2 separate regions of the Sus scrofa genome follow, and region 2 is linked to region 1. Evidence: chromatin contacts called from public HiChIP or PLAC-seq data. All regions are on one chromosome and are shown on one strand. The core of a region is the stretch at or near the end of the contact, and the rest is flanking DNA. Distances in the headings are between cores, read along the strand shown. Region 1 overlaps ETS2 (protein C-ets-2). Region 2 has its middle 63 kb from the start of PSMG1.

Region 1 (3,317 bases), core at 421-2,920:
CGCCCGGGGCGGTCCTCACCCATCTCACACGGACCCTAAACGGCGGGATCGATGCGTCCGGCAAGGTCTCCAAGAAGCAGTGGCCTTATTTCATCCGAAACGGCGGTCCTTCGCCGAAAGCAGCGCGGGTTCTCGCTTCTAAAGCCTGCTGACAGGGACACAGTATTTATGATGCTCTTACCTTAGAGTGGCCTCGAAGGACACGCTGGGCCGCCGGCCTGGCTCCAGCAGACTGCGTTGTAACAGGATCCCTGGGGCTGGTGGGGCTTCTCCAAGGAGCGAGCGGGTCGTGGACGCACATGCTTCTTTGGATTTTCTTTTGCTGTGGCCGCCGGGAATCGCAAACGCAAAAGAGGTCTCTGTGGTTCAGAGGGGGAGAAGGTGCCAGGACCACTCATTCCATTTCAGAAGTTAGTTTGTATATAGGACGGTCATCTTACCGTTGGTATCCAAACCCCCCCTAACAGTCCTATTTAACAGAAATTGTATATTGTAATTTAAAATAATTATATAACTGTATGTGAACGAAGAAGGCAGACATCCCGTGTGTATTCCATTTTTCAAGAGCACAGATGGCATTTTGCAAACATTTAACCCGCCAAGGGCGGGCTGAGGCAGGTTGTACAGTGTGTATGATTAACAGTTATTATATGTACAGGAATAAGGTCTAAGAGGGTTACTATTCCTGTGTTCTGTTTTTTTGGCTTGCCTGGGTTATTATCTATGGCAAGGACTTTGTACATTTGGGAATTTTTATAAGAAACTTAATGTTATTGTCTGGGGGCCCGTCCGGCCTCTCTCCTCTCCTTCAATTGTAAAGTAAAAGCTATAAAGCAGTATTTTTCTTGACACTTGGCACATGTTCTCCATTTCTATGCATGCCTTTAAATCGGTTTCTACACAAAACTTCGTTTTTAGTTCGGTTCTGTTTTCCCAACGACTAACCTCCCCCAATCACAGCCATTTCCTCTCAGCGCCCCACCCCCGCACCCCAACGTCTTCTGTACGATTAAAATAGGAATACTATTTTTGGAAACCGGCGACTCCTTTTCAGAGATCAGGAGGGATTTATGTAGCAGCTATTTTTACTGCAAAAGTAATTCACTGGGGAAAAAAAATGGAATTTGTAAGAAAGTTTTATTTTTATCTCAGCGCCATGTAAAGTTAACCTATTGTACAGAGCTGAAGGTTCGGGATGTGGGGGGGAGTCTTTATTAAACCTCTTGGATGTGAGCGAAGCATGATTTGTCCCATCCTGTTCACCTGTCGCGTCTTGGGCTTTCTGGATACCCAGCTGCTGCTTTCTGTTTCGAGTCTGCAGTTTCTTGCTTGTTTGTTTTCTTATTTTCTCAGACACAGAATGCCCGGAGGCAAAGAGAGGGTAAGCAGATGGGGAAGAAAAGGCATTGGGATCATTCAGCCTTGAACAGGGTGGAGACTTTTGTAGTCGTTCCAGAGGAACCCCTGGGTCAGTATGTGCTCCTGGCTTTGGCGAATGATCAAGTCGAGTTGACTTCAAAGTCAGACGGCCTTCCCTAGCAGCATGAGGGACAAGTGGGCCAGCAGTGACATCTGCAAAGAAGGATCGAACCATCCATGCGATGAGCGGGAACGGGGCATTGGGTGGTGGGGCAAGCGAGAAGGACAGAACCAGCACGGGGGTGACTCGGTCTCAGTCCTGACCCAAGATCCCTTCCCATGTCTTTAAGCACAGGATGTTTTTCTCACGCAGGACCTGTTTATCTCTCGGACATCTGTTTAAAACATCAACAGACATGTGACTGGAATATCTTGCTGCTGAAAGAAATCTCAGCCATCAGCTTGTTTTACGTGGGGTTGGACCCTGTGAAACTGCCAATATTTGTCTGTTTTATCTACAGGGTTGGCAGTTTCATGTGGTTCAACTCAAAGAGTTATGGGACATTAAAAGTCCCTTGTCAACCTTTGGCGTGGTAAAGAACAGAACTTAAGTATAAAAATTTTGTAATTTGGCTTTTTCTCTCTCCAATAATAAAGTATTTTGTTTATATAAACTCCTCCTCGTAAGGGTCCTCATGCTTTGTCCCCATCCCAACATGGAGTGGGGGTGCTGGGGCCAGAGCCTCTGGCCACTCAGCAGTTCTGTCGCTCAGCGTCACATCTCCCTGGAACTGGTCATACCCATCGCCTGGTAAATCGGGATCAGGCTGGAGCCAAATGTGAGCCCTTCCTGAGGGAATTCCCCAAAAGTGTTTCTTAAAGCAAAAAATTCTTTCCAGGAGAGATTAGAGTAGAAAGCTGCAGGCAGCTTGTCTTTGCTCAAAGTTTGGCAGAGGTAGATTTTAGGATGTTTCTATTAAGAACATGAGGATGTGGAGTTCAGGAACTTTTGTAATTGAGGCCAGGACTCCTAGAGCGCTGACGTTGCCAAGGTGACTTGCCAAAGACAAAGGCGATGGCCCCAGGACACCTGTGCTCACATTCATTCTTGGGCCTCCTTTTCACGCTCCAAAATCTGAGGATTCCAAAAACTAGGTGGATTATATCATTGGCGTCCTGGCACCCACTGGCCACAGGCTAATGGTGCAGGCCTCTTCCCCACTTTGCCTCAGTGAGGTGTTGGTAGCTTGAACTTGGTCGGAATGAGTATTTACACCATGGAAACTGGCAAACACTCCAACTCGGGGCTCCCCCACCCCCAACCCTTCTCAGGGAGCTGGTTTTACCAGCTCACCACTGGTCATCAATGTTAGAAATTAAAACAAACTTTAAAATATGGCTCCTTTTTAAAATAACATGTCCACATTCACATTTTTCGGAGAAATAATTTTTCCCCCAAAGTGAGAATGGCATTGTTTCACATGTTTTCAAATCTCTGATGTCTGGTTTAATAGCAAAGAGCTGGATTCTGATACTGGCTTCTGCATCAGTCTGTTGTGATACATTTTGAGGGAAATGAGGCCTCACACAGATCTGTGATTGGAAGAGGGAGGAGTGTTTATGAGCTGATAATGGCATATTGTTTTATAGTACACCTAAACCGACAAATGATAGTTTCTTAAAGGTTAATTGCTGTTAGAATATGAAACCGTATCAATAAACTTGCCTATGATTGCAATAAATTACGTTGATCCGTCTTGCACTTTGAGTGGATCTTTTACCCGTGTGTGATTTTGTAACACGCATTAGTCATCGGAAAATATTGCTTCAAAATGTTGACCCATTTCAACATACACTATCAAACTATCACAGTAGTTACTACCACCACTAATTTCACCAGAAAAAATCCCTGAGAAGCTATCAAGCTCACAGTGGCAGATGCAAGTTTTCAAAAAATT
Region 2 (3,530 bases), core at 491-2,990, 230 kb after region 1:
TCGGAGGAGGGATAAATGTGGGATTAACATTTATACACTAATCTCTATAAAATAAATAACCAGCGAGGACCTGTTGTACAGCACAGGAAAATATATACACTATCTTGTAATAACCTATAATGGAAGAAAATGCAAAAGAAAGAATATATATAAATACATATGTAACTGAATCTTTTTTTCTTTTTTTTTTTTTAGGGCCGCACCCATGGCATATGGAAGTTCCCAGGCTAGGGGCTGATTCAGAGCTGCAGCTGCAGCAATGCCAGATCCAAGCTGCGTCTTCAACCTATACCGCAGCTTGTGGCAATGCCAAATCCTTTATCCTACTGCGTGAGGTCAGGGATCAAATACACATACTCGTGAATACCACTCGGATTCTTAACCCACCAAGCCACAGCGGGAACTCACATAACCGAATCACTTTGCTGCACACTTGAAACGAACACAATATTGAAAACCAACTATATGCCAATTAAAATTTTTTAAATGGATGTGCTTCCTTAGCTCACTTGATAACAAGTGCCAGCCATGAGTCTAACATACCCATCCAACATTTCAAAGGGGTGAAGAGTGAATACAATTTCTATTTTTTTTTTTTTTTTGGTCTTTGTTGTCTTTTTAGGGCCATACCCAAGGCATATGGAGGTTCTCAGGCTAGGGGTCTAATCGGAACTACAACTGCTGACCTACGCCACAGCAACGTGAGATCTGAGCCGCATCTGCGACCTACACCAGAGTTCACGGGCAATGCCGGATCCTCAACCCACTGAGCAAGGCCAGAGATTGAACCTGCAACCTCATGGTTCCTAGTCGGATTCATTTCTGCTGCGCCACGACAGGAATTCTCTACTTTCTACATTTCTGAAGCAATTGTAATGCGGTGAGAAGTTCCCTGGGGTTTCTGTCCAGACAACATGGCAGGAACTCCTGCCACCACTGCTGCTGAGTGCTGGCCCCACAATGGATGTGTGGAGATGCCAAATTTGGTCCAAGGCTGGAGGTACTGAAAATGGGGAAGCCATCTGTCCCATGCAAGTCCAGGACCCTTGAATTCCATGTGTGGTTGAGAAAGCACACCTGGGAGGAGGGCGAGGGGCCCGCAGGTGCTTCCCGGCCGCCTCTTCCGCCTTCCCAGCATCCTCGTCTCCCACTGGGCAGGACGCTCATGCCCACATGGTCCCCTCCTAAGCCCTACCTGTAACCGGGAGACCCTGACGGTGACTGGGCAGTGGCCCGTGCAGACAGCATCTTTCGCAAAGATACCCACTGCATCCCCACAACCAACTCCAACCTTCAGCGAGGTGGGGCCGCTGACGGGAGCAGCTACTACCCAAAGCACCTGCCACTGTGACCACAGAGGAAGTAGCCCCCTCTCCTGGTGACCCTGAGAAAACTGGGGAGTCATCAAGGGAGGAAGAAACTGCCAAAGAGTGACCTCTCCTGGCCCCTCCCGTCCTCCTCACTCCGTATGTAGAAACTGGCCACTTAGCTCCACTGAGGAACTCCTGGCTCCCCAGGCGAAGGGGGCCCTTGGCAGGTGAGGAGCCCCATGCAAAGGGCGACCCTTTTTGCAAGGAGCTGAGAGCAAGAGAGATTGCTGGTTGCCTGTCATCTTATTAACTGAAAAAGCTAAGCCCCGAGATCATTCGAAGGCACAAACACAGCACACGGCCCCTTACAGGACTCTCCTCGGCTTTTTCTTAACATCCGTGGCCCTTGGGCAGTTCTCCAGCCATGGGCGGTGGCTCTTGGATGGAGAAGCAGTCTGGCAGGGGGTCATCTCCAAGCACAAAGACCGAGGCAATTCCTGCGTCCACGGAGCCGGGGGACGCGTCATTTCCTCATCCCATTCTTAAAAAGCCTTCTCAGAATCCACACTGAGGACCGTTCTTATTTTAGACGCCTGGTTGACTGGAGGCCCAAGTCATATTTCTATAAGCAGGTTGCGGGTTATTTTTTTTCTTGAATGGAATTGTTTTGCTTGTTTGTTTCACTTCCTCTTTGGGGAAACCAAGGAACACGAGTTCCCCTTTTCCTGGTATTCAAAGTACGTCAGTCCAGTCTGAGCAAATGCAGAGGGAAGCAGAGGAGTTTCATTGTTTGACAAATGCATCCGCTACGAGGCTTTTGTTTTCTTTTCTTTTTTGCCTTTTTTGCTTTTTTTTCTTTGTTTGTTTGCTTTTTAGGGCCGCACCCGTGGTCCCCAGGCTAGGGGTCTAATTGGACCTATGGCTGCTGGTCTATGCCACAGCCACAGCAACACCAGATCTGAGCCACGTCTGTGACCTACACCACAGCTAACGGTAACATCAGATCCTTAATCCACGGAGCGAGGCCAGGGATCGAACCCGCAACCTCATGGTTCCTAGTGGGATTCGTTTCCGCTGCGCCATGACAGGAGCTCCTATTTTATTTTCCCAAGTGCCCTCAGAATGTGGGTGGGTCTCCAAAGAGCCATCTGGCCCTGGTAAGGTGTGGCTTCAAGGGCAGGATGGGGGTGCAGGGGCATGTCTGCCCGCTGAGCCCCATGGCCTGACAGCGGCCAAGTTTTAGTAAAGGAGTGGGATCGATAGACACGCTGCTCAGCGGCGGCCCCGTGTTTTCTCCGCCCCTCCGGGATTTTGAACTTGCTGAAAGTTTCAGGTGTGTGAAGAGGACAACTTCTGATCTACTCAGGTCTGACGTCTCAACCGCATTTCCAAAGAGAGTAGCAAAGACACATTTACCTTAAATATGCCTCGTCCTCCAGGGCGCATGGCAACCTGCTTTCTTCCGCAGCCCAGGACGGAGAAACAGAAGCCCTGGGAGGTGGGCACACGGGCCCAGCCTGAGGGCAGAGAGACCACAAGGCCACAGAGAGCCTTAGCCGGTGAGATCCCTAAGCTCCAGTGTCACACAGCCTCCGAGGGACTGGATGTGCCTTGTCCCCCAGAACCTCCAAAGGAACCTCCGAGGGGGTTCTCTGGGGGCCAGCCACCTGCTTTTTCAAGAACGAGGCCAAGTTCTAATCCTCCTTCCCCAGGTCCTCATGAGCTTAAATAATTGCATTTTTTTGTCTTTTTTTTTTTTGGTCTTTTCTAGGGCCACACCCACAGCATATGGAGGTTCCCAGGCTAGGGGTCCAATCGGAGCCGTAGCCACCGGCCTACGCCAGAGCCACAGCAACGCAGGATCTGACCCACATCTGTGACCTACACCACAACTCATGGCAATGCAGGATCCTTAATCCACTGAGTGAGGCCAGGGATCGAACCCGCAACCTCATGGTTCCTAGTCGAATTCGTTAACCACTGAGCCAAGACGGGAACTCCAATAATTGCATTTTCTAATATCTGTCCCCTTTCTATTTATTTTAATTTTTTTAGGGCTGCACCCACAGCATATGCAAGTACGTGGGCTAGGGGTCAAATCAGAGCTGCAGCGGCCAGCCTACACCACAGCTATGGTAACGCTGGGTCCAAGCCGCCTCTATGCCCTCACACCACGGCTTGCAGCAATGCTGGATCCTTAACCCACTGGGCAAGGCCAGG

What was found. HiChIP or PLAC-seq counts read pairs in DNA pulled down with a chosen protein or histone mark.
Region 2: a contact with region 1 is called in an H3K27ac HiChIP or PLAC-seq map of alveolar macrophages. The contact joins two enhancer-like sites. A contact is called at or near these places in 2 of 2 datasets of contacts at active chromatin or transcription factors (alveolar macrophages and skeletal muscle).

Annotation. Positions count from the first base shown.
Region 1 is chr13:202,481,496-202,484,812 of Sscrofa11.1, forward strand. ETS2 (protein C-ets-2) reads left to right here. Exons shown (of 10, transcript XM_021070986.1): 10 at 1-2,039. Among named protein-coding and RNA genes, the nearest start is that of ETS2, 19 kb to the left of the region's middle. Within about 2 kb of position 1,671, at least 19 of the 83 cell types and tissues checked have an H3K27ac peak or open chromatin away from gene starts, as enhancers often do. A contact at or near this core is called in alveolar macrophages and skeletal muscle, where this site is marked.
Region 2 is chr13:202,710,396-202,713,925 of Sscrofa11.1, forward strand. No RefSeq gene overlaps it. Among named protein-coding and RNA genes, the nearest start is that of PSMG1, 63 kb to the right of the region's middle. Within about 2 kb of position 1,741, at least 27 of the 83 cell types and tissues checked have an H3K27ac peak or open chromatin away from gene starts, as enhancers often do. A contact at or near this core is called in alveolar macrophages and skeletal muscle, where this site is marked.